Regions from separate parts of the Mus musculus genome. Here all the other regions are linked to region 2. Evidence: chromatin contacts called from public HiChIP or PLAC-seq data. All regions are on one chromosome and are shown on one strand. The core of a region is the stretch at or near the end of the contact, and the rest is flanking DNA. Distances in the headings are between cores, read along the strand shown.

The links. HiChIP or PLAC-seq counts read pairs in DNA pulled down with a chosen protein or histone mark.
Region 1: a contact with region 2 is called in an HNF4G HiChIP or PLAC-seq map of pancreatic cancer cells. The contact joins the promoter of Pacsin2 here to the promoter of Rrp7a in region 2. A contact is called at or near these places in 1 of 39 promoter capture datasets (liver), 2 of 115 datasets of contacts at active chromatin or transcription factors (embryonic stem cells and pancreatic cancer cells) and 3 of 9 other capture datasets (adipose tissue, liver and pancreatic islet).
Region 3: an HNF4G HiChIP or PLAC-seq map of pancreatic cancer cells shows a contact between it and region 2. The contact joins the enhancer-like site here to the promoter of Rrp7a in region 2. A contact is called at or near these places in 1 of 484 Hi-C or Micro-C datasets (embryonic stem cells), 6 of 115 datasets of contacts at active chromatin or transcription factors (the 230-238 cell line, effector CD8 T cells, embryonic hindbrain and 3 more) and 2 of 9 other capture datasets (adipose tissue and liver).
Region 4: a contact with region 2 is called in an H3K4me3 HiChIP or PLAC-seq map of bone marrow-derived macrophages, with 2.8 times the contacts expected there. The contact joins the promoter of Ttll1 here to the promoter of Rrp7a in region 2. A contact is called at or near these places in 16 of 39 promoter capture datasets (the 3T3-L1 cell line, 3T3-L1-derived adipocytes, the SN4741 cell line and 10 more), 12 of 484 Hi-C or Micro-C datasets (Sertoli cells, cardiomyocytes, cerebellar granule neurons and 7 more), 12 of 115 datasets of contacts at active chromatin or transcription factors (bone marrow-derived macrophages, craniofacial prominence, embryonic forebrain and 9 more) and 4 of 9 other capture datasets (adipose tissue, liver, macrophages and 1 more).
Region 5: a contact with region 2 is called in an H3K4me3 HiChIP or PLAC-seq map of stem cell-derived neural progenitor cells, with 13 read pairs. The contact joins the enhancer-like site here to the promoter of Rrp7a in region 2. A contact is called at or near these places in 1 of 39 promoter capture datasets (liver), 1 of 15 datasets of contacts at CTCF or cohesin (the NIH/3T3 cell line), 2 of 115 datasets of contacts at active chromatin or transcription factors (embryonic basal ganglia and stem cell-derived neural progenitor cells) and 4 of 9 other capture datasets (adipose tissue, embryonic stem cells, liver and 1 more).

What each region holds. Positions count from the first base shown.
Region 1 is chr15:83,462,434-83,467,128 of GRCm38.p6, forward strand. It overlaps Pacsin2 (protein kinase C and casein kinase substrate in neurons 2), which reads right to left and starts at 2,173. Exons shown (of 11, transcript NM_001159509.1): 1 at 2,026-2,173.
Region 2 is chr15:83,121,470-83,126,852 of GRCm38.p6, forward strand. Rrp7a (ribosomal RNA processing 7 homolog A (S. cerevisiae)) reads right to left here and starts at 1,332. Exons shown (of 7, transcript NM_029101.4): 1 at 1,193-1,332; 2 at 363-505. The coding sequence starts at 1,265. Poldip3 (polymerase (DNA-directed), delta interacting protein 3) reads right to left here. Exons shown (of 9, transcript NM_178627.4): 9 at 4,499-5,383.
Region 3 is chr15:83,540,629-83,546,070 of GRCm38.p6, forward strand. Bik (BCL2-interacting killer) reads left to right here. Exons shown (of 5, transcript NM_007546.2): 2 at 667-814; 3 at 2,437-2,535; 4 at 2,952-3,069; 5 at 3,505-4,007. The coding sequence starts at 672. The coding sequence ends at 3,597. Among named protein-coding and RNA genes, the nearest start is that of Mcat, 12 kb to the right of the region's middle. Within about 2 kb of position 1,428, at least 21 of the 459 cell types and tissues checked have an H3K27ac peak or open chromatin away from gene starts, as enhancers often do. A contact at or near this core is called in pancreatic cancer cells, where this site is marked.
Region 4 is chr15:83,508,584-83,513,460 of GRCm38.p6, forward strand. Ttll1 (tubulin tyrosine ligase-like 1) reads right to left here and starts at 2,324. Exons shown (of 12, transcript NM_178869.4): 1 at 2,151-2,324.
Region 5 is chr15:82,853,745-82,858,767 of GRCm38.p6, forward strand. It overlaps Tcf20 (transcription factor 20), which reads right to left. Exons shown (of 5, transcript NM_013836.3): 2 at 1-3,540. The coding sequence starts at 3,504. Among named protein-coding and RNA genes, the nearest start is that of Tbrg3, 42 kb to the right of the region's middle. Within about 2 kb of position 3,092, at least 50 of the 459 cell types and tissues checked have an H3K27ac peak or open chromatin away from gene starts, as enhancers often do. A contact at or near this core is called in stem cell-derived neural progenitor cells, where this site is marked.

The DNA of each region.
Region 1 (4,695 bases), core at 923-3,422, 340 kb after region 2:
AAAGGACTCTGCCCCTAGTATACAAATCGACTGCATACCTCAGCCCTGCCTCCCTCTGCTGCCTTCAGGTATGCAGCTGTAGCTCCCAACTGGAAAAAAACTGAGCAGGCACTTCGGCCCATGTGAACATGATTATTACCTACATAATCTAAAGGGTGGCTTCCAGGAAGCCAGGTACAATGGGATGGTAGATAAGGCAGGCCAGAGTCAGCTGAGCGGTTGGTTTCAGGTGAAGCTGGCCATAGAGCACTCACGTATGCTTCACACGATGCCACAACAGTTAGCAATTTTATTACTGTTATTTGATAGTCCATAACATCCGTAACAACCGAGTGATGACCCCCCCCCTTTCAGAACCAGGAAGCCTAAGAATCAGGCCTTAACCCATCAGCATGGACTTTCAGGTAAAAGAAAAGAATAAAAAGATTAAGGGTGGCCAGGTACGGTGTAATACACCTTCAATCTCAGCCCTCAAGAGGCAGGGGCAGGCAGATCTCTGAAAAGTCCAAGCCAACCTGGCCTACTCAGTGAGACCCTGCGTCCAAAACAAACCCCTTAAAACTAAGGGCAACCCCCTATCTTCCCCCTAGAAATGCCTGGCCATTAGAAACCTGTACTGGCACTGAGGACTACGGAAAAGCCAATGGCACCTCTCTCTACCAGACAACATGGAAACTTAGATGTGTTTCTTACATACACACACTTTTACACTAATTATTATGGTTGGAAATAACAAACCCTAGCTCCCCAAACAGCATGAACTAAAATACCATTTCTAGTCCAATGAGTCTTTAAAAATCCTGCACAGAGAGAGCAGATCTAATCAGTCAGCTACTCCTCTGTGCTCAGCTACTTTCCCAAGTAATAAATATCCATCAGCCCAATGATCAGTTTCTTTAAAGCCTCTAAACTGCACACATCACACAAGTTTTTCATGTAGTGGCCTCACGGCTAAAGTAGCATAGCTTCACCAAGGAGACTGCCAAACTCTACAGTTCAGTGTAAATGCACAGACTAGAGTGTTCCAGGAAAGTCAGGAGAACCCCCAACTACGCTAACTCTCAAATCCGGACTTCTGTGGAAAAGTGAATCTGAGCGCCCAGGGACGGAAGAGGGAGGCTAACACAGAACCCAGTTCACCTGGCTGATCCCTTCACCAGGGGCTCCAAGCTGACAATCCCAGAGGTGCAAGACCAGAACTTAAGCAAAGTGGAAAACCTGCAGGGGGTAGGAAGGTGTGAGCTCACGTCCACAACTCGGGATTAAATAGATTTACATCAGGACAGTGCAGAAGTGTTTTTGCTAAACCGCTAATGAGTAGCCCTGGAGACTGTCAGCAACCTACTCCCCCTTCATCACTAAACCTAAGGACAGCTGCGGTCAAGGGAAGCCGACAAGGGCCAGGGATGGTGCACACAGCCCGGACCAAAACTATCTTCCCTCAAGGGGCCAACAAGAACGCAGCACCCCTGGGGCGTGTCTACTTCCAGGTCTAACCTCTAAGGCCTTGAGATCCCTAGCCAGCTCCTCTGGATCCACTCCTGGAAAAAAAGAAAAGTGGACCTTCTCAGAGGGGGTCCGCAAGCCTGGGGTCTTTGGGAAGAGAAGAGAACGCGGCTCTAGAGCCCCCACGGGAGGTAGGAGGGAATTGACGATTCGGATCCACTGAGTCTCGAAAACTATGAAAGTCAAAAAGGACAGCATGCAGCCTTTCCTGTCTCGCCTCACACCCCTAGTTCGTGTTCACCGGTCAGGCTTGGCTCTCACCACGGCGGTCACAGAGTGTGGGGAGGACGGAAATGGAAGGCAAGAGTCTGCAAAGCGCCCCATGAGTGCGTCCGCGTGGGACTCGTCCGCTCCGGCCGCCCTTCGGGCCTCCCGGGCTCCGCCCGCCGGCGCGTGGCCCCCCGCGCGCGGACTAGAAGTTTCGAGCGGCGCGGCCCCGCGCGCTCGGCCCCAGCGCGGCCTGACAGGGGTAGGCGCGGCCACCGACCCGTGTCCCAACCGTCGCGGCGCACCCCTCACCTCGGCCGCCGTTCGCCTCGGGTCCCACTGAGCACGCCGCCCCGGCCGGGCTGCGACTCCGACCCCTTCCCGTTCCGCTCCAACCGAGCTCCCCGGCCCTGCCCAGACCCGCCGCAGCCGCTTCTGCCGCCAGCCGCGACCGCGCCGCCCCCGCCGCGCCCGCTGTGCTCGCCCTATTGGTTGCCTGCATCCAGACCCCGCCCTTCGGCCCAGCGGCGCTCCAGATTGGATAGTCTAAAGCGGAGGCGGCACGCCCCCCCAGAAGCTAAAGGAACTACCTTGGGCTAGCATTAGCGGCCTTTCCTGTCAGTCAAACGAGGAGCTACTACTTAAGCCGCTGAGAGGCCAACACGGGTCACTCCCTGGGAGACGCCCAAAGGACCGGGACTAAAGGACTTTTTTTTAAAGTGGGCCAGAGTTTTGTGGTTTCCCTAGCACCCAGAACAACTGCGGTCCCTGATCTATAATTCAGATAAGGTGGACTTTGAGAAAGTTTCCTCGGATCTGGAGAAATTGCTACTTTTCTAGAGGACCCGGATTCCATTCCAAGTACCTAGTACGTAGAGGCTTACCCTGATCTGAAATTCCAGTTGGAGGGTTATCTGTCTGACGCCCTCTTCTGGCCTTTGTTGGTACCAGGCACGCACGAGGTACAGACATGCTAACACTCATACACACAATTTTTTTTTTTTTTTAAAGAAAGTTTCCTCCAAGCCAGGGATGGTGGCGCACGCGTTTAATCCCAGCACTCAGGAGGCAGAGGCAGGTGGATCTCTGCGTTCATGGCCACTGTGGTCTACATAGTGTGTTACAGGCTAACCAAAAACACAAAAAAGAAGAGGAAGTGGGGTGGAGAGACTTCCCTCCAGAGGATGCCGATATGGCCATCAGAGCACCAGACAATATACAGACTTTCTGCTTCTCACATAGCGCTGCCAGATAGGAGGTTGGCCCTATGAGCAAAGAGAAATAATGAGCCAAAACGGCTAATACCTCGCTGAGCACTACCTCACACAGTCCCGGCCAGGAGGACAGTAAGCGATGCGTGGGTGAGGGTCTGAGAAACTGACAGCAGGTAACTTTCTGGGAACTGTATGGAGTAAAGAGTAAATGGTGGCAGACAGTGGCTAGTGTCTGTAATCCCAGTACTCAAGAGGCGGATACAGGAGAATGGCTGAGAGCTCCAGGCAGCCTACGCAACCGAGTAATTGGAAGAAAGAAAGAAAAAAAGGTAAGGTCAGCCTGGAATATATAGTAAGACCCTGCCTCAACCTCCCTGCAAACAAAACAAAACAGAAAAGGCAGATGTAGTAGGTAGCACTTGGAAGGTAGAACAGGAGGGTCAGGAGTTCAAGGTCATCCCCAGCTACACAGGAAGTCCAGTTTTCAGGCTGGACATAGTGGTACCTGCCTGTAATCTCAGCATTTAGGAGGTAGAGGCAGAAAGATCAGGAATTCACAGTCATCCTCAACTGCATAGAGAGTTCAGGTCAGCCTAAGCTATATGAGACCTTGCCCCTCCCCCACCCAGAAAATATAAAATAACCTCCCCCACTCATATCCTTACAGTGACCAACATTTTCAATATGTATTTATTTATGTATTTATTTAATTACCCAGAGGCTAGCTGTATTGCCTGTAAAATACCCTTTTAACAATGATGTCTGTGACTCCTTCAAGAAAAAAAAAATCATCTCAGTAATTCCAATGTCTAGAAGTAGAGATAGCCAGGCATGGTGGTACATGCCTTTAATCCCAGCTCTCAGGAGGCAGAGGCTGGCAGAGCTCTGTGAGTTCAAGTCCAGCCTGGTTTGCATAGTGAGATTCAGGACAGCCAAGGCTACATATCCAGACTCTGTCTCAACAAAACAAAACAAAAGAATACAAGGTGGGGGGGAGCAGCTGGCAAGTGTTCGGTGAACCTAGCAAAGACAAGGGGCAACAATATCAAACACAGTGACATTTTTACTGTCCCAAGGTGGATAGAATATGACAGAGAGCAAAGACCTCCCAGAAAGCAATGAGCTCTACAGGGAGAAAGAAAGGGGTTCCTCTCCACTGGAGCACTTCAGGCATGCAAGAATCGAGGAGATATGGTAGGGAGGGTTGCTTGGCAGCAAATGGCCACTCCACCCTGCAAGTTCCTTCCCTTCTTTGGGGCTTGATTTTCTCCACTTTAAAACAGAAGTCCAGGAAAGACCAGGACTAGTGAGCCTGCCGGGCTCTCAGGGTGGCCAGTGGCTGCTGACCTTGTCTCAGGGTCTCTCTCGTCGATGAAACTGCTTCCACTTGTATTTATTTTCCTTATTTATTTTGTTTGAGGCAGGGTCTCACTACAGACCAGGCTGGCTTCAAACTCACAAGAGACCTACCTCCTATGTGCTGGAAGTGAAAGGCTTGCACTACCAAGCTCCACTAAGCTTTCATTTCTCAGTTGGGATTAGCATGCAGGAGAGACGGTTCTGTGGGTAAAGTACTTATGGCACCAACATGAAGACCCGAGTTCCGATTCCCAGAAACCGGGTAAAAAGCTAGAGTAGCATGCATGTATAATGCAAATGCTGGGGGGAGTTTCTAGCCAGGCAGCCTAACTGACAGGAAAAGTTCCAGGTTCATTGAAAGACTCTGTCTCAAATAAATAAATAAATAAATAAATAAATAAATAAATAA
Region 2 (5,383 bases), core at 82-2,581:
TGTCTTTTAAAAATGAAAAACTAACAGACAAACAAATAAAATAATGGTTGGAAGGATAATTTCCAAACCAGGTGTGACCACTCATAACTGTAATGAGTTGAGACGGGGAGGGTGGGGAAGTACAGCAAGTTCGAGGCCAGCCTGAGCCTCAGGAAGTTCTGAACAGCCCAGGGAGAGGGGGACCCTGCCTAGACGGCGGCAGGGAGAAAAAAAAAAAAACAAAACATATTTTTATTCTGAAACTCCCAGTCTTTCAACATCCTCCACTGAGGGTTTTGTAGGAATTTCCATCTGACCACCAGGATTCTGTAGGGCCCGTGGCAAGCCCCCATTCACAACCCACTGGTCTACCAGACTCTTACCTGTGTGCAGTACGGGGGCACATTAAGGATAAAAAGGGTTCGATCGGGAGGCCATGTGGACTGGGTGCCTTGGCGAACTCGGTGCTGTCTCATGTAGAGGTAATGAGGAGCCTGCTGCTTTGCCGAGAACTTGACTGGAACAGCTAACAGGGGAAACGAGCGCAGGAGAGTTTGGGGTACCCTGAAAGGAGGTCTGTGTCTATGCCACCCAAGTTCCAATTCACTATGTCTCTTTCTAGCTCCATCGGCCCGCCTGTTCATCCACCCATCCACGGGAAGCTGGAGGGAAATGTATTCGGATAATCACCGCAGGAGGCTGAGGGGGCGGGCACAGTGTTGCGTTCTCGGAGCATCCGCTGTCTGACATCATCAGCCCCCCCCCCCCCCCCCCATAGCATGGGCTGCTCTGCTTGGCACACCAACTCTCTTCCCTCCACCCATTCTTCGTTTAGGGCTAACTCCCCCCCCCCCACCCCTCCTGCCGACTTAGCCCCACCTTCCCAGTTAAGTCTACACCAGTGGGATGCGAATCTCGGGGCTGGGAGGGCGACAGCTGCGGAAGCGCTTGTTAAAGAACGAGACACGAGCAGAACAGCGGATAACTAGCTTCTGAGGACGACGAAGCTGCAACGCTGGGCCTAGGACGCCTGGCGCCGCCTGGAGGAACCGCGCCCGAGCCCAAGGCCTTTCGGAGGAACAGCCGCGGAATCAGCACCCAGAGTCGGGGCGGCGGGGTCCTGCACCCCGATACCTGACGAGTTGCCAGGGCCTCTGCCACCTGCAAGCCACCTTCCCGCAAAATGGTGGGTCCCTGGCCCTCAGCTGCTCACCTGAATACCCCGGTGGGCTCGGTATGCTCTCCTCGTGGCCGCCAGCCTTCCGTTTCTTCCTGCGAGACACCATCTTGGCCAACTGGGAGCGCAGAGACGGCTGGGAGTTCCGTGTTCCGGCGCCGCTGCGTTTCCACGACGACGGCGTCACGCGGGGCCCCGCCCTCTCAGCCCTAGGCCCGCCTCCCGGGATCTTGCCCGGCCCTAAGATTTAGCCTTCCCTGTCCTATTGGGAAGTAGAGGGAGGCTGGAGCAATAAATGGAAAGAGCACTGGCTGCTCTTCCAGAGGATAGGGGTTCGTTTCCGATCACTCAAAAATTATCTGGAACCCAGTTCCAGGACACGTGGTGCACAGGCACACTCAACACATAATTTTTGTTTGTTTTTCGAGACAGGGTTTCTCTGTGTAGTTCTGACTGTCCTCACTCTAGACCAGGCTGGCCTCGAACTCAGAAATCCGCCTGCCTCTACCTCCCAAGTGCTGGGATTAAAGGCGTGTGCCACCACTGCCCGACTATAATTTTTTTTTTTCTTTGAGACAGGGTTTCTTTGTATAGCCATGGCTGTCCTGGAACTTTCTCTGTAGACCAGGCTGGCCTCGAACTCAGAAATCTGCCTGCCTCTGCCTCCCGAGTGCTGGGATTAAAGGCGTGTGCCACCACTGCCTGGCTTATTTGAGATTTTTTTTTTAAAGATTTATTTATTATTTTACATAAGTACACTGTAGCTGTCTTCAGACATACCAGAAGAGGGTGACAGATCTCATTACGGATGGTTGTGAGCCACCATGTGGTTGCTGGGATTTGAACTCAGGACCTCTGGAAGAGCAGTCAGTGCTCTTACCCGCTGAGCCATCTCACCAGCCCCCGACTATAAATTTTTAAAAAATAAATAGCATTCCGTATAAATCGTGGTGCAACTGGGATTTTGTGCAGTGAGATGCCATGAACAGTCAGTCTCTTTAGTTGAGAGAGCAAGGGGCTGAGAGGCCTGGGGTTGAAACTGTAAACAAAGAGTACTTGCTGGCAAGCCTGACATCTTGAATTACATCCATGGAAGATGAGAATTGTTTTCAGCAAGTTATCCTTTGACCTCCACACCCACTCCATGGCTTATGCCTCATGGCATGAGCTCTCTCCCTCAAGAAAATACTGTGTGTGTGCTGAGACAGGATTTCACCATGTAGCCTGGGCTGACCTGAGGCTAGCTATGTAGACTAGGCTGGGTTCAGTTTCACATGAGATCTGTCTGCCTCTGTCTCCTCCAGTGCTGGGATTAAAGGTGGACACTGCCACACATCACCCATGCTTGGCAGATTTTTTAAATTTTTACAAACTGAAGTGAGCCCAAATAAACTTTATCCATCTGGGCATGGCTTTAATCCTGGCTGAAGCAGGAGGATACTTGTGTGTTCATTAGGGTTACCGTTGCTGTGATGACACACGACTAAGAAGTAATGTGGGGAGGAAGGCTTTATTTCCAGTTTCATGAAACAGTTCATTAGAAGCAGCGAGAGCAGTAACTCCAGCAGGTCAGGAACCCTGAGGCAGGGGCTGATGAAACGTACTGACTTGCTTCTCGTAGTTTGCTCCATTGGATTTCTTAGAGACCCCAGGACCACCAGCCCAGGGAGGGCCCCACCCACAATGAGCAGGGCCTTCCCCCAACTAATCACTTATTAAGAAGATGCTGGCTCCCTACAGCTGGAACTCAGAGACATTTTTTCAGTTGCGGTTCCCTCCTTTCAGGTGACTTGCTAGTGTCAAGTTGACATATAAGTAGGTGTGAGGCCTGGTTTGCAGGAACAAGGGAGCTGTTGTCTCACTCTGGAGAACTTAAACTCCCAGGAATACTTTACAGTGTACAGGTGATCTGTGGCATCAGGAAAGTAGCTACTTGCTGACAGGGATAGAATAGTACTTGGAAAGGGACAGCCTGAGAAACCTTCCGCTGCAGCCCAGCCATGTGCTCAGAGGCTGTCATTGTGAGGTGGAAAGAGACACCTTCAACTCTGCACCCGCAAGAGCACTCCCAGCTAGCAAAGAAAGGGATTTCCTGCTCCCAGACAACTGCCTAGAAGTTTACCTTCCACACAGAAGCTGCTGCTACTGTGCTGGGAGGGACCAGAACCCCGTCAAGCTGGCCAGACCTGGCATTCTCGTGGTACTGGTGTATGTGACAAAGCTGGAAGGAGGCAAGGCTCATTCCACAGCGTAACCTTTATGGTGAAGCCTGGGCTGCATTAGAGACTCCAAGATGATAGAGACGTCAGAGGCATGGATATCTAATAGAAAGCTGCATGTGAGAAGTGGAACCAGCTAGGGAGTTGTTGCAGAAAGCAAATCTGGAGGGGCAGGGCTATCTAAACTCTTGGAATCCGAAGTCTCCTTCACTGCACATGGAGCCACTGGGTTTAGTGTTTGTACTGCAGGGTTTTGGTCCATGGGAATGTACACTCTTTTTTTTTTTTTTTTTTTTTCATTTTTCGAGACAGGGTTTCTCTGTGTAGCCCTGGCTGTCCTGGAACTCACTTTGTAGACCAGGCTGGCCTCAAACTCAGAAATCCGCCTGCCTCTGCCTCCCGAGTGCTGGGATTAAAGGCGTGCGCCACCACGCCCGGCTGGGAATGTGCACTCTTGAGTGTACTTTGGAAGTATATATAATCTCTGATCTTAAGAATTTACGGGCTGGTGAGATGGCTCAACGGGTAAAAGCACCGACCGACTGCTCTTCTGAAGGTCATGAGTTCAAATCCCAGCAAACCATATGGTGGCTCACAACCACCCATAACAAGATGTGACGCCCTCTTCTGGTGTGTCTGAAGACAGCCACAGTGTATTTACATATAATAAATCTTAAAAAAAATATTTAAAAAAAAAAAAGAATTTACTTTGAGGCTGGAGAGATGATTCAGGGGTAAGACCACTGGCTGTTCTTCCAAAGGACCAGGGTTTGTTCCCAGTACCTACAAGGCAGCTTACAACTGTAACTCCAGTTCTCCAGGCACCATCTAGTTCTCTTCAAGCATCAAGTATGCCCATACACTTGTGCACTTGCGCATGTATGCACATGCACACACACACACACAGAAATGTGTGTGTGGGAACAGCCCAGAGCCAACAAGCTAGCTCAATAGGTAAAGGTGTTTACCCTTAAGCCTGATAAAACTGAGTTTCAATCACAGAACCCATGTGGCAGAAGGAGAGAATAGACTCCCTCAGGTTGGCCCCTGACCACCACACATGGGTCATGAAATGTACAGACATCCAATAAATATAATAAAATCCATGAAAAAAGACATTATAGCTCAAAGTTAGGAATAACAAACATTTATTGAGAAGTGGAAAGTAACAAGGCCCTCTTTTCTCCTGAACAAGACACAAAGAAATAATGCAAGGGAGTGGGGGACATGAGGGTTGGCCCACCTTCTTTTCTGTTTCCCAAGATGACATTATGATGCAAACACCCAAGTCCCCAAAGTACCACCTGGCCAGGAGGGTGCCCCAGCACGCCTAACTCACAAAGCAGGGGAGCCAGGAAGGGTCTCACCACCCTACTCTACACAAAGCCAAAGGCATGCCAGCTGTCCCCAGAGGTAAAGAGCTGGGCCCTCATGTATAGGGTGTCTCTTGGGTCAGGAAGGGGCAAACACAGAGGAATGTCTTCCAGTTTCTGAGAAGAATTAAGTTTGTACCCATTTCGAAGGGTGTAAGAGAAGGAGGTGTTTAGGAGTGGACACTGCAGTTGTCATTCCTAGATTCCTTTGCTGGGCAACCTTAGAGCTGAAGGACTGATTTTGACCCAAAAGAGACCCTTCCAGCTGGGCATGGGCTGGGATCTAACTCAGGAAAATAAGAATTAGCTGAAGTTCTCTTAACTGTGCTAGCCTTGAATGGGTCACAGTGCCGCAGCTTCCTCTACTTCCTCGGTTTGTCCCTTTACAGCACGCACAACTGATATTGTGCGTCCTTAGGATCCTGCTCCACCTATGACAGCTTAGCATCTTCTGTTTCCACTGTCAGGGGCCTCTGACGAGCTCTGGACCGATGCTATCTGACACTCGGCACCTGCCCACAGTTCCACACTAAACAATGCAGGAACACACTGGGTAAAGTAACCCACCAGCTGCTCAGACCACTCATCAATGTGGGTCACTGACACCAGCAGAGACAATGCCCTGGTGAAGGCTG
Region 3 (5,442 bases), core at 178-2,677, 420 kb after region 2:
TACCTGATTAACCCGTCCCTCCAGACGTGACTTGGGTTTCTGAGACAGGATCTGGAAACTGGGACTCACTGATGAAATTGGGCTGGCTGGTCAGCAAGCCCCATGGACTCTGTTCTCAGCTCCACAGTCCTGGGGTTCCAGGCATGTAGTGCTGCACACAGCTCCTCCAGAGTCCTGCCTTGCATTCTGGAGATCTTAAGTCAAGTCCTCATGCTTGCATGGTAAGGACAAGCTTTTCTCCCAGCCCTTGGAGAAACTTGGTTTGATGCTCAGGTCTGCTACGGGGCAGTGGTGTGTAGAGCTATGGCTGGGCAAACAGCATTAGCAGGCTCTGGACAGACTGGGGTGGGGCTAGTGGGGAGTCTATTCAGAGTCTTTGAACGTCCTGATCTTCAAGGGACCAGGAAAGAGGACCAGAATCTTGTTGAAGCTTGGTGGCCTGCTTTGGGAAAGATAGCCCAGCTTATGTGAGCAGCCTGGATGGAAGCATCTCTGGTTTTTGTGACTCATTCTGGGACAGAGGAGGGTCAGGAACACTCATATACCAAGGCCTTGTAGTTCCCGGGGGCTTTCTGTGCCCCACATACCAAGCACTTACTATGGTCTGTAGCCACCGGTGCATAGTTCTGGAGATCTAGTCACGCTCTGCCTTATTTTATCCCACAGAACACATGTCGGAGGCGAGACTTATGGCCAGAGACGTCATCAAGACTGTTCCACACGACCAGGTCCCCCAACCTCCAGTGGCCTCTGAGACTCCCAGCATGAAGGAGCCTGTGAGAGACGTGGACCTCATGGAGTGCGTGGAAGGCAGGTAGGGCCTGACTGGACTCTCCACTGGACATGGGTTGGAACAGCACCTTCTATATAGAGGAGTGGGGGGAAGGGGAGTGGGGAGATAACAGGGCAAGGAGCTCCTGGAGGTCCCCCCACCCACACAGGGCTCCAGTGTGTTTCCTGGGTGTCGGGACCAGCACAATGCAGCCTGAACCTGGGCCATCTGGTTTCACTAGTAGAGGGCTTATCTGTTGTTGCCTCTGTGTCCAGAAGGCCAAGTCCCTCCCTGCTCAGGCTCTGAGACCCATCCTTCATTTCCCAGCAGAAAGAGAGAGCAGCCATACTGGCCAGGGCGAGTCCTTCTGCACATAGGCAGGTCAGCACAGGCTCTTCACGTGTACCCTCAGCTTCAGGGTTCTCTGCCACTCTGGTTGTGGAATCAGTGTCGCCTCACTTTCTGCTCCATTCCTGAGTGGAATGAAGCCGGGGACAGTGTTTTCCTGGGGGGTCTCTCAGGGAATAGGCGGGACTAAATCCGCTCAACTCGGTTGCCAGGCGACCTTCCAGGTTCCTTGAACCCTTGTGACCATCAGAATCAGGAAGAAACCTAGGACACTGGGTGTGTGGAACAGGTGGCTCTGGAGATGCCCTCTGTAGGGACTTTCCAGTGAGCTGCTGTGTCGCTGGTGTGGAATGTGTGGGCAAACCCCAGGAAGGGCTTAGCCAGGCTGGTTTCAGTGTGTGTGTGTGTGTGTGTGTGTGTGTGTGTGTGTGTGTGTGTGTGTTTGTGTGTGTATTCACCACACAAGTGTGTCTCCTGTTTCAATGGAGACTTTTTATTGTTTTTAAAAGATTTATTTTATGTGCATGAGTGCTTGCCTGCACGTATGTCTGTGCCCTTCGTACATCCCTGGTGCCTGCAGTACTCAGAGGAGGACGCTGTAGCCCTTGGAACTGAAATTACAGGTGGCTGTAAACAATCATGTCGTCTGCCTGAGCAACAAGTACCTTAGCTGCTGAGCTACCTCTCCAGCCCCTGAGATTTTCTTTAAATTGAAGGCACGTGCTACCAGTGTAGATGGTGGAGGGAATTGAATTTGGTTTACTGCTCTCCATCTGGAGAAGGTGCAGGCACCAGTGTTCTGAGACTGGGAACCAGGGACAGGTCTCCGGGAGCAGGATAGACTGAGACCCTATAGGAAGCCAACTGAAGGGGCTCCAAGCACACACACCCCACACTTGTTCTTCAATGTTCACCAGGTAGGCCCCTCCCCAAGATTCTCTAAAGGAAAGTTCCTGGAGTAAGCAGAAGTAAGCTGTCCCTGACTTCCGGGCAGGTTCACAAGACATCCCCTAGTACTTTTGTGTCTGACTTCCGCAAGAGGCAGACATGGGGTATAGGCTGGGATAGGTCTCAGTAGCCTGTGGTTTATCCTACAGGGGCACATTTGAAATGGCTCTTACTCATAAGTGCACCCATGGATAAGAGGGACACCGAGGAGGTTTGCTGCTAGCCCCCCCGCCCCGCTCCCTCCTTCCCCCAGTATCCCACTGCCTTCCTCTTGCTGGGTCCTGAATTCCATGGAAATTAGGCTGGGTGTGTGGTATGGCCTCCCCAGCATAACCACACCAAACTGCCTTATGTATGCCTTCCTGCAGAAACCAGGTGGCCTTGAGGCTGGCCTGCATCGGCGATGAGATGGACCTGTGTCTGCGGAGCCCCCGTCTGGTCCAGCTGCCTGGGATTGCTATACACAGGTAACCAGTTACCCAGGGTGAACCGGACAGGGCTGGGCCCCAAGGGAGCCCTGCAAACCTTGGAAGAGGAGTATGGGAGTTCTCAGGCAAGCTTGAAACCCCTTGCCTTCCAGCCCCCACGTGGGTCCCCCCAAATCCTCCCTCTGGCCTTAGCAGTAGATCAAGCACCACTCAGGGCCTTTCTTTTGCTTCTCAAGCTGAAGAGTCCGGAGAGATCCCGACTCACAAGGCCGTGTGGATCTGAGCGAGGCTCAGGGGCCTTCAGAGAGGCAGGTGCTCCTTGAGGGTGGCTCTGGGCAGAGAGAGAACCAGAGGCGCACAGGGGCTCTCTGTGGGCCATGCTGTAAGGGGTCACACGCGTACACTTCCAGTGCCTACGGCTATAGTGACCACCTTGCTCATCTCGTGTCTTACAGACTCGCTGTCACCTACAGCCGGACAGGTGTCAGAGGTATTTTCAGGAGCTTGATTCGAAGCCTCACCAACCTCAGGGAAAACATCTGGTCCTGGAGAGTCTTGACTCCTGGCGCCTGGGTAAGCACCTTGAAGCCTCTAGTCCATGTCTTATCCTTCCCATGGGGCAGCCAGCAGCTCCTTAGCTACGCTGTCTAGTTAGCCACAGTCTCCACCCCTCTCTAAAGTCTCTTCCCCACCTCTTGCCCCATCCCAGCAATCTGCTTGATTGGCTGGTGAACTGAGGGAGGTTCAAGTCCACACAGTGCCATCTGGCCCCTCCTGCAGGGAGCCTTCCTCTAAGAGAGAGGATGCTCTTGTCAGTCATGGTCTCTGGGTCGCCTCCCCTGCTCACCCCCGCGCCCCCCCCCCCACTGGCTTGAATGCCCAAGTTCACACTGTATCCCAGAACCCCCCAGTTGTGCATAGGTGCTTCTTCTGAGCCAGCCCCAAGAGCTGGCTCCTCACCCCAGGCAGTCCCTGGGTCTCACTCTCCTTTCCCTCTTGGTCCCGCAGGTGTCACCTGACCAGGACCCTGGGCAGCTGTTTCCGATGGTGCTGCTGGTCTTCTTGCTGCTGGGTGGGGCCTGGTATTTGCAGCTTCAGTGAAGTGCAGCTGGGGCAGGGCTGGTCCCTGCCCCCCAACCCCTAGAGGTGCCGGCACCCTAACTGAGGTGTTTTCTGACTGTCCCCCCCCCTTTTTATATATATATTTAACTCAGGATAGTGCTGAGATTTCATACAGGTTTTCTGGGTTTTTGTAAGGCAAATGAATTCACTGTACCTCAGGAGCATTACTGGCTAAGTGCCCCTGAGGCTTGGCTGGCCCTTCTTCTCTTGACCCCTGCTCCCTTCCTCTCTGCAGGCTGGTCCTGTGGCCATCAGTGGGGGGAGTGCTGGCCACACCCCTGTCTGTGAAGCCTTGAGGCACAGGATCTACTGGACTAGAGTCCTTTGGGGTGGAGAGTTCAATTAAGTGGTGTTTGCAGGCAAGTTCAATAAAATGTTTCCAGCCAGTCTCCCCTTAGGTCGTCCTCTGTGGGGCTGTTGCAATATTGGATGTAGATGGTGGAAGGAATTGAAAGTGACCTCTGCCCCCAGTCCCATTCACCATGCCTGCACCCAAGGGCCATAAGAATGCCCCCCAGAGCTTCCCATCTTCCTGAGTTTCTCTGTATAGCCCTGGCTGTCCTGGAACTCACTCTGCAGACCAGGCTGGCCTTGAGTGCAGAAATCTGCCTGCCTCTGCTCTGTCGTGCCTAGCTCCACTGTCCCTTTCTGCCTGTCACCTGATGGGGCAGTCTGTCCATCTCCTGTATGGGCAGGGGCAGCTCTCCAGAAGAGCTGTGGCGTTGGGCTGTGCTACACAAGGAACACCAAGGGAGGAGGGCCAGGCCTGCCACCACTAAGCTCTGGACCTCCCCCAGGCCAGGCCCATTATCTTTCTAGATCAACTGAGACCTCTACCTGGAACTTTGGTTTTTCTATCTGCCCATTCCCATCAGACAGCAAAACAGTGTCCCTCCCTGTGTGACTATCAGTGGCTGTGACCACTTTCTCTGGTCTCCCAGATGCCCTCATTGTGTCCTTGAATTGTCCCAAACTTCCCAGTTCTGGGTAAGGTGCTTGTTCTGAGTCCCGTCCTCCCCAGCCCCCACTGTCTTATGCTTCCCTTTGCCACCTCGGCCTTACCTGGCAGCCCCAATGCCCTTCCCACAAGGATGGGACCATGAAGGAAATGCCATCCCGAGGAGCCAGTTTTGGAGCTGGGGAAACCTGGCATCAAGACTAAGGGTTAGGAGACCGGCTGGTGAGACCTCAGCCTGAAGGACTATGACTGGAGGTGACTGATCCATGTTGGCTATCAGAGCTGGCTCATTCCTTGGGACAGGTGCTAATACTGTGGCTCTGATCCTCCAGGAGGGAGGGGAGATGGTGGCAGCAGGCATGAGCTCTGCTCTAGGGACAGAAGGAAAGGACCTTTCTGGCCTGGGCAAAGGAAGCAGATGTCACTTAGTGCTAATGGTCCGCCCTTTCCCCACCATCAGCCCTGAGGGCCTCGGTGAGCCTTCTACCCACTTGGCCACACGTTCTAGGCCCTCTCTTCAGCAACTGTGACCCTCAGGTTGGAGCCTCACCCTAGGCAGTGGGAAACTGGGGGCACTCCTAGAGCACCTGGGGCGTTCCCTCTCAGAGTGCAGGTCAACCCAGGAGGCACCACTCCCCACTCTCACACAGCTGCCCTGGGCACAGTCTCCATGAAGCTGCTCAGAGAACAGAGGCCTCCTGCTTTGGGTCCTACTCTTCCAGGGCACAGAACTAAACTCCAGAGGCCAAGCCAAGCCACCACCCATTGCTGTTTTACCAGGCTCGCAGTCTTCAGTGAGACCAGCCCCAGTTAATAGCAGTACTCCGATCACTCCAGTGCTCAGGAGTGGGTTGGAGACTTGTCAT
Region 4 (4,877 bases), core at 1,074-3,573, 390 kb after region 2:
GTTACTCTCTCTGGCACACATATTGTGTGTTGGCTTAGTTTGGCTCTTACTCATGGTGTGGCTGGCCCATGGGCCATTACCAGCATCATAGCATCTCATGGAACTGGTTAGAAAAATGGCCTTTTGAGAGTGGGGTGTGGCTGATTGGTAGACCACTTGCCTGACTTACAGGAGGCCAGGGGATTCATCCCCAGCACAGGAAGAGGAAAGGGAAAGGGGAAGCCAGGGAGGAAGAGGGGAGACAGAGGCGGAAGTAAGATTGGGTCTTGCCTTCCCCCACCAGTGATGTTCTAACTCAGATGCTTTGGAGGACCCAGGGAGCTGTCAGATGATGCTTACACACGCTCAGCGTTGAAATCCATTTGTCCACTTCATGTATGTCTCAACTCAGACACGTCAGCACAGGACTATCCCCATACCATACCTCCTGCTGAATCCCCAGCCCCCAAACAGTGTCTGGCAGCAGCAGGTACTTAGTAAGTACCTGATGAATTGTGCCAGGCCTGGTGGCACCAGGTCTCTACTCCCAGCACTGGGGAGGCAGAGGCAGGCAGATCTCCATGAGTTCCAGGACAGCATGGTCTACCTAGTGAGCTCTAGGACTCCACAGAGAGACCCTATCTTAAAAACAACAACAACTAAAAAAAAATTAAAATAAAATAGGTTGGCAAGATGGTTAAGCAGGTAAAAGGGGTTGTCTTGCAAGTTTGGTGCCCAGAGTTTGATTCCTGGAAGGCACATAAAGGTGGGAACCAAATCTACAACGTTATCGTCTGACATCCATGGGCCATACGTAGTACAAGTGTGTCCACATATACATAATGATAAAAAATAAGTGGAGTCCTGCATGGTGGCACTGGCTTGCAATCCCAGTGCTTGGGAAACAGAGGCAAGGGGATCAAAAATCTAAGGTCATCCTCAGCTACATAGGGAATTCCAGGCCAGCCCGGAGCTACATGAAACCCCCAAATAAATTCCCTCTGTGGAGGAGCAGATAAGTGCTACTCAAGCCAGTCAGTGAATGAGAGGAAGCCCAGCCCTCCATGGTGGAGAAACCAGCAACAATCACCTATAAAGACCTGGCTTCCTAGGAACATGCAGAATGCGACTCGGGGGAAGATGGGCAGCTCAGAACACTTGCTTGTTGGAGTACTCCAAAGAGCTTCAACCTCTGCTGTGATCACAGCCGCAGACAGGAGTCAAGGCAGCCTTCCTAGGAACAGCAAGATGAGAACTCACCAGAGTCTCATCACCCTTCTGTGTCCAGCCTCAGAAAGCAAGGTCCCTGCTTCCCACACTTTGACATTTTTACAAATCAGGGTCAGTGACGTCACGACGACACCAGGATTCCCAGTATCTATATTCTTTTCCAACAAGCTTTCAATGAAAGGGGCGGGGGGAAGCTATCTCTAAGAAAATAAGACCTAAATGGCTGGAGAGATGGCTCAGCTGTAAGACCCAGTCCTGCTCTTGCGGAGGACATAAGTTTGGTCCTCAGCACTCAGCACACAACCTTCTGTATATAATTCCAGCTCCAAGGAGCTCCCATACGCCCTCTTCTGGCTTCCACCAGCACTTACACTCACGTGCACCCCCACCCCCACCCCCGCGCACTGAGACACAAACATATACACATAATTAAAAATTAAATAATGAAGACTATTTAAATAAAGAAAATAGTATATAATACTGCACATCCATGACCTCCACTCCTCTCCACACCACTGTAGGTAGACAGTGCCATGACCTAAAGTGGCTGTCTACTAGTATCTCCCATTCATTGACAGCACAGCAGGGCTTCTCTTTTTGTGCCGCCATATGACATCACTGTTTTATGCTCATTAAGTGTTTCCCAAACAAAGCCTGTTTTACCAAGACCAACTTGGTTTGCAAGGCTATACTTCCTGCGTCCAGTTGAGGACGCAGTCCCTGCAACACCCCCCCCCCACCCCACCCCGCCCGGGCTCCACAGAGGACCACAACTCCCAGATCCCCCTCCTAACAAAGAGGGCAACATCTCGGGTCGGTGCAGTCTTGCAGAGGAGCAAGTAGAGCAGCCTTGAGCTCCCCGTACAGGTGCGGCGCCCCCCAACCTCCCCCAACAGATGCCACCTCAAACAATACAGGCTGTGGATGCACTGAAAGCCTACCTAGAATAGCCGGTAAGAAAGATAATGATGCAATTACAGCAGTTGAAGGCACAAGGCAAGTCCCAGGATATCAACAGAGAAAACGACGTTGAGCAGCGGAGACACGGACTGGGTAGCAGAAGCTAAACCGCCCGGATCCTTCACGGGCAAGCCCGCCTGCGCGTGCGCAATCTCCACGCGCGGCCACGCCCACGGCGCACAAGACCCCGCCCGCCCGTCCTCTCTACTGCAACCAGTCCGCCTTGCTCACTCCACTTCCGGAGAGGTGTCCTAGCAACCGAGAACGCGAAAACCGCTGGCGCTACTGCTTCCTGATTATTTTTTCTGTCCATGGTTGTGACACCTTCTTTCCTGCCTCGGTATTTTTCTGCGAGTTATCTATCCACCGCTTAGAGGCTAGAAAGCGCAAGGTATCCTATCCGCGCACCCTTCAGGGCCAGAAATGAGAGTTGTAAGGGCCAGGGCCAGCGGATAAAGGTGCTTGCAGCCAAGCCTTATCAGCTCAGTTCGACTCCCGGGACCTACATATGTGATGGATGGAGAGAACAGATACCTACAAGTAGTCTTTTGATCTCCACTCGTGTGCCATGTTGAACGCACCCCCTCCCCACGCCCACACACAATAAATGTTATTAAGAAATTAGTGAAGCCGGGTAGTGGTGGCGCATGCCTTTAATCCCAGCACTTGGGAGGCAGAAGCAGGCGGATTTCTGAGTTCGAAGCCAGCCTGGTCTACAGAGTGAGTTCCGGGACAGCCAGGGCTACACAGAGAAACCCTGTCTCGAAAAACAAAAACAAAAAACAAACCAAAAAAAAAAAAACCAACAAACCAAAAAAAAAAAGAATCTGGAAATTGGCTCAGAGGTTTAAAAAAACGTGCTGTGTTATTGCATAGGACCCACGTTCAGTTCCCAGCACCCATGCCAGGCTCCCCACAACCACCTGCATGTAACTCCAACTCGGGATCAGAAACCGGAAGCCAATGGCCTCCATGGGCCCCTGCACACATGTAAAAAACATTCGTGCACACACGCATGATAAAAACATAAAAATAGGACTGGAGAGATGGCTTGGCAGTTAAGAGCACTGACTTCTCTTCCAAAGAAGGGCAATACCCAGCACCCACATAGTGGCTCACAACCTTCTGTTAACTGCGCATATGGTGCATTGAAATATGTGTAGGCTAAACATACACACACACACACACACACACACACGAATAAAATTTAAAAATGAAAATTAAGTCCAAAAAAAAAAAAAAAAAAGACAGGATACAAGATGACAGACTGAGCTAGGCATCTGGAGGCCAAGCAGGTGCGGGGCAGGGTTAGCCATTGTCTCCTACTGACACTCCACTTTGCCATCCAGAAATCAGAGATGACGATTAACTCGTGTTTCTGAAGTTGTAATGTAATGTGAACATTTCATTCGGCATGTAGTGACAACAAGGGGCCCTCCCAAAGGATTTGAAGCATTTGTCCAGACGGTATGTTTTGTTTTGTTTGTTTGTTTTTTGTTTTGTTTTGTTTGTTTGTTTGAGACAGGGTTTCTCTGTGTAGCCCTGGCTGTCCTGGAACTTACTCTGTAGACCAGGCTGGCCTCGAACTCAGAAATCCGCCTGCCTCTGCCTCCCAAGTGCTGGGATTAAAGGCGTGAGCCACCACGACCGACTCAGACAGTATGTTTTATGTGTGCTGAGCTGCTGTGTCTCTGTGTGTGCGTGTGTGTGTGTGTGGGGACCAGAGGCCATTTCAGGTGTCTTTCCTGAGACACAGGCTGTGTAGTTCCTGAGCGGAGCACCACAAAAGCCTCCGAGGCACAAAAATCTTCAAAGCAGCAACAGGCTCCTCCCACGGCTGCCACTGTACACTGTCCCACAGGAGCTGTCCAAAATGACGTCTCCTATCAAAATGGTGACACCACAACATCTCCTCAGCCTGCTGCTGTCCGGGGAGCTGCAGGAGCTGTCCACGGTGACGAACCGCCTTCTCTGCACCCTTCAGGTGCCATCCAACTGATACACTTTTCCTGCCTCAGCCTACTGCCAGCATGAGGAGCTGTCCCCGGTGGCAACCCCTTCTTCCCTGCATCAGCCTACAGCTTTCTTGAAACACCACAGCAGGCAGAAGCTGTTCCACAGGAGCTGTCCACAGTGGCAGCACCTCTTCTCCAGCCTCCACCCCTCCCCAGCATCCCCGTAGAGATGGCACCCCAGCAAAAGCCAGTTGCAGCCAGGAAGGACTTCCCACCCTAACCCATGGGCCAAGGGAGAGAAATGGGGGTGGAAAAAAAAAAGCCACTAATCCCCAGCAGGAAAACACACCAATCGTTGAGCTCCCTCAAGCTCAGGACTTGAAATTCCACCAATCCGCACTCTAGAAATCTGTCCTGAGAAGCTCCGTTCCCTCCCCTCTCCCCCTGAAATCCTATATAAGCACTGGTTCCCTACTGTCTGTGCCCAGAAGCAGAGGGCAGCCATCCCTGGATTTCTCTCCCTCCACACCCTGGACTCTGCAATAAATCTCATGAGATTTTCTACCTGGTGTGACTCCTCAGAAGAAGCCAAGAAAAGAAGCAATGAAGAGAAGAGAAAAAGCGAAGAGAAGGATCGGGGCTGAGGCTCCTGAGTTCCTGAGCTCAGCTGGGGAGACCCTGCCGTGGGAGCTGCAATGCCTCCGCTGAGAAGCTGTTCCCTGTGTCTTCTGGCTGCCTACGGACAACAGTCTC
Region 5 (5,023 bases), core at 1,842-4,341, 270 kb before region 2:
TTTGTCATTTTTCAGGGGGCTCCGTACTCTGTCAAGAAACTGCTGCTGCCTTGGGCTCTTGCGTGGGCCTTCCTGCCTATGCTGCGCAGCAGCGATCACTCCCTGAGCAGAACTGCTGGCCCAGTCTTTATACTCCTCTTGTTGCTGTTGGTACATCTGTCTCTTATAATGGAGCTGGGAATTCAAACCGGTATTAGGGTCCCCATAAGCATGAGCCCTGGTGTTTGTGTGGTAAGCAGAGGCCAGGCTTTCTGAGTTGGGAGAAAAAGGAGCATGTAAAGAACTCCTATTGGCCCTCTCTGAAAAGGTCATATGTGGGTTCATGTGATGAGGGTCTCCCCCTGGGCCTCTGCTCCTGCCTGGAGACATCTTCAATTTTTCTGCAAAGTCATGGTACTGAGAAGAGGACCGACCCCTCATAGTCTCCCGGCTACCAACTCTACCAGGGACCCGCCGCATTGGTGTGGACCTGCTATCTTGTGGGCCATAGTCTGAAATGGAATCATGGGCTGCTGCTCCAGGACTTGCATTGCCACGGTAAGTCTCATGTTTGATGCTGGTAGGATGGCAGTGGTCTCCAGATTTCTTGTTGAAACTAGCTTGAGATTTGGATTGTTCAAAGTCTTCCTCTTTTATCTGTCCACTCTGGGATTTCAATTTTGTTTCCATGGACACCAACCCACCAGGAAGAATGACTGACTGACTTAAACTTGGGTTGAGACGTTCATTCCTCCCAATTCTGGCATCAGTACCCATGTGTCCCAATGAGTGAGCCCCTGGGTCCCTGACAATCTGTCTTAGTGGGGATATATCACAGATTACTGACCTCCTTTCAGAAAGGGAGCCTCCAGGCTCATGGGCTGATGATGGAGGTTCTATCTCAAACTTCCTGGGAATGGGATAGTCAGACAAATTGATCTGTTTCATTTCAGGAGCTGTGCTGCTTGACTTCCTTTCCCATGGTCCCCAGTGGGGATTTTCCAACAGGGATCCAATACTCTTGTTCAGAAGGCCCCTGCTAGCTAATTCATTGGTTTGACTGACTAAGATGTTAGGCCTTGCAGTTCCTTCCAGGCCACTAGCCATCCCTTGATGTTCCTGTGCGCTTCTAGGATACCTTCTGTCAGGATGGTGGTGGTAGCCCTGAAGCACTTCCTGTAGAAGACTTGGGAACTTCTCATTTCTACCCTTTCGCTCTCCATGGCTGCCAAAATCCCCCTTTTCTTGTCCTGAAGGATACTGAGGATAACCACTGACATTTCGTGGTACAGCTGACCCAAAACTCTCTTTGTAACTATAGCGCAAACTTCCAGGAGACTTGCTAGGCTCAGTCCTGCCTGTGAAACTTGGGCCTACTGCGGAGTGGCTACTCGGGCCATTCCCCTCTCCATTGTGGTTAGAGCTATTATTATCACCATTCTTGTTTCCTTTGCTCCCTCCTCCTGGAGGATCTGGCTGTGGAAGTGATGTGTGGCTGATTTCCTTTACGCCACTATTGCTAGGTGGTCTCTGACTGGCAGCAGGATCATCCTCCTGGGAGCCTTTATCTTGTCCACCAGATTTTTCTACCCGACCTGTCATGGCTTCTCGGGAGACAATCACCCCAACTGTCTTCTCATTGACTTTTGTGTTCCCCTCAGATGACAGTGATGTGTCCTTAGCACCTGGAGAGGCAGCTTCGTCCCTAGTTGCAGGACTGGTACTGAGCCTAGGGGCCTCATTCTGAGCACCTTGTGTTGGTGAGGAGCCAGCTTTCTCTGAAGCGCCACACTTATAGGTGGTGTCAGAGCTAGTGCTCTGGCCACTCAGTTGCCTCACCCTCTCACCTTGATCTTCTGAACTACTAGAGCAACCTCCATCCAATGACTCAGCCATAGGGGACTTTAGTTGTTCTTCAGGCTGTGAGGAGCCTTCTGAGTTTGTACAGCTATCTGCTTTCTTAGATGATGATGAGGGCCTCTTAGACGTCTTCTTCTGAGGTGTCAAAGCATCAGAAAGTAACATGTGCTGGACAGTATTAGGAAGATTGGCCACTTGACTACTCAAAGCACTCAAACTACTCAACCCAGGATCAGTCAGCCGCTTTTCCGGCACCCCTTCTAATCCAAATCCTTTGAATCCTGCAGCATGAGAGTTAGGACTGGGCATCATTGATGGAGTTGGACTGAGCTGGGGCATTAGCTGTAAAATTCGGTTTCTGGAACTCATGGGCACATTGCCTTGCCCACACTGGAGATTCTCACCACTCTGCATGAGAGGAGAAGGTGTAGAGCTACAGCTTGGAGACTGAACCACAGAAGCAGCTGGAGAAGGGTTAGAAATAGGGCTGAAATTCTGGTGGAACTGCATGGGAGACCTTACAGGAACCTCAGGCTGGTTGTACTGCCCAACCTGGCTTTGCAGAGGCATCTTGGTGGCAGCATTTGTGTACTGCATCACATGCTGGGGAGGATGTTGCTGCTGCTGCTGCTGTTGCTGCTGTTGCTGCGGCTGCTGTTGCTGAGGTTGTGGTTGCTGCTGTTGCTGCTGCTGCCCCTGCTGGTTTCCTGGTGGAATCTTTGCCTGTTCAAAATTTTTCATAGACTGAGGTTGATAGCTATAATTTGATTGTGTTCCATAAGCCTGTGCATTAGAACCCACATTATGCCCTTCATACTGAGATCCAGCATTCACACTGTAACTGCCATCATAGCTTTGTCCAGACTGACTGAAACGCTGTGGAGAAGGGAAGGAGGAGGAGGAAGAGGAGGAAGCAGAAGACTGGTAGTGCTGTCCAAACTGACCTACTCTTAACTGATAACCAGCAGAAGATGGCAGAGTTGAGGGCCGCTGCATTGGTTGTAGATGCGATGAGCCAGAGGCTGGCTGTCCAGTGGTTTGTGGCAGAGGCTGATGGGATTGGTAAAGCTGTTGTCTCAACTGCTGTACTTGCTGCTGCTGTTGCTGCTGCTGCTGCTGTTGCTGCTGCTGCTGCTGCTGCTGTTGTTGGCTAGAGGCCTGCTGTTGATACTGAGCACTCCCAGGAGAGAAAGGCCCTGTGTAATCCTGCTGATAATGAGACACACCACCAAGGGCAGAGTGCTGTGCTTGAAATTGGCTCACATGACCCTCACTCGCATACTGATTGCCAAAGCTGCTCCCCTGGGGAGGTCCATAGCTCTGTACAGGCCCAGAAGGCCTTCGCTGAGGAGGCTGTGGGGTTCCTGCTGCCACTGTGTCTTTGTTGCCTGCCATGTAGTAAAAATCTCCAGCTTCTTTCCTGAAACCCTGATAGCCTTGATGGCCAGAGGTCTCACTAGCCATTGCTGCCGCTGCAGCAGCTGTTCCTCGTCGACCGCTACTGCTGCTGCCAGTGCCACTACTACCACCACCTGCTCCCCCAAAATTCTGGAACATCTGGGCCTGGCGAGGGCTGAACTCTTCTATGCGGGATGAGCTGTGCACCTCCTGTGGGTAGCTCTGCTGGTTTCCGTGGTAACTGCTTTGCTCCCGAAACGACTGCATACTGTTCAGCAGCACAGCAGCAGGCCAGCAGCCCTCCTAGAAAGGGAAAAAAAGAAAAAGCATGAGACATGCATCTGCTTGACACAAAGATCAAGCCTAGATAAATAACTCAGTGACCAGATAAAGCTGATTGCTTAAATTCCATCTCCTTTTTCTATCAATTTCTAATAATGCAAGTAAGCAGATAAATGGTCTAAAGAATGAAGGAATCTGTAATACAACAAAGAAAATACTAGGAATACACAAACACATTCAATATAGTCTTTAAAAACTTCATTAGATAAATGAGTCTTACAAATTCAACTGGAGTAAATATTGGAATGTTATTACAAACAAAGACATTTTTTAAATAAATCTTTAGTTACTGTGGGGTGACAAAAGCTCTTTTAATTTAAGCTGAGGAGCCTCAGATAATGACGGAGCAGTTGTTTCAGGAGGTGTCCAAGACTACTCCAATCACTCCAAGACAAAGACCCATCCTGAGAACCAAAGCTAGTTCCTCAAAATCGCCTGCTTATGGTGACTAGTGACTCTGGGACACTCAACTTGGTATTACTATGGATTCCTTATACTGTAGTCACCTATAAGTCAGATCTGACTGCTTCTTGACATAAAATTGTCTTCAAAGTACCTCTCTTGACCACCTAATTCAGAGCCACCAAGAGCAAGAGACCACAAAAGAGTAGTTATAAGGTCCAGGACTTTGAGTCTACACATTCCAGTCCCAGTTGTGGACTGTTCTCTCCAGCCTGGTTTGGAAAGCTGGTGACCTCACTTTTATTGAAAACTAGTATTAACTTTTGTTGTCTTTCTGTCATCATCTAAGAGCATTATTCTCTCCAATGCATTCGGTTTTTGGTTTTGTTTTGTTTTTTTTTAAGATTGATTGATTGATTGATTGATTTAATATGAGTACACTGTAGCTGTCTTCAGACACTCCAGAAGAGGGCGTCAGATCCCATTACAGATGGTTGTGAGCCACTATGTTGTTGTTGGGAATTGAACTCAGGACCTCTGGGAGAGCAGTCAGTGCTCTTAACTGATGAGCTATCTCTCCAGCCCAGCACCCAGTTCTTTAAAGAACCCTCGATGCCTCAGGAAAAAACTTTCTGCTGGGATGTCTCCATGGAAGTAGAATCCTGCCATTCCCCACCTGATGTAGTCCCACCTTTCTGACATTGTCATTAGGTTATTTGTGTTGTCTGTTACACTACAGGAGAGTATGACTCCAGGTAGAGGATACAGTAACAGGTCATGAGTTTTGATTCTGGGAAAATGTTTAATGCATTAGTACAAAACCCACAACAATTAAGACAAGGAATAAGGCTGTGTTGCTCATTAATAATTCTTGCCTAGAAGAGAAACCCAGCTGGAAATTACCCGCTGAGCCATCTCACCAGCCCTCTCCAACCCAATCTTTTCTCCCCCAAAGACCCCTGAAGAATCTTCAAGAAAGTTTCTACCTTTCCAAGTAGATTTAGCTATTGCTATTGATCTATTGCCAGAATGACAGAATACA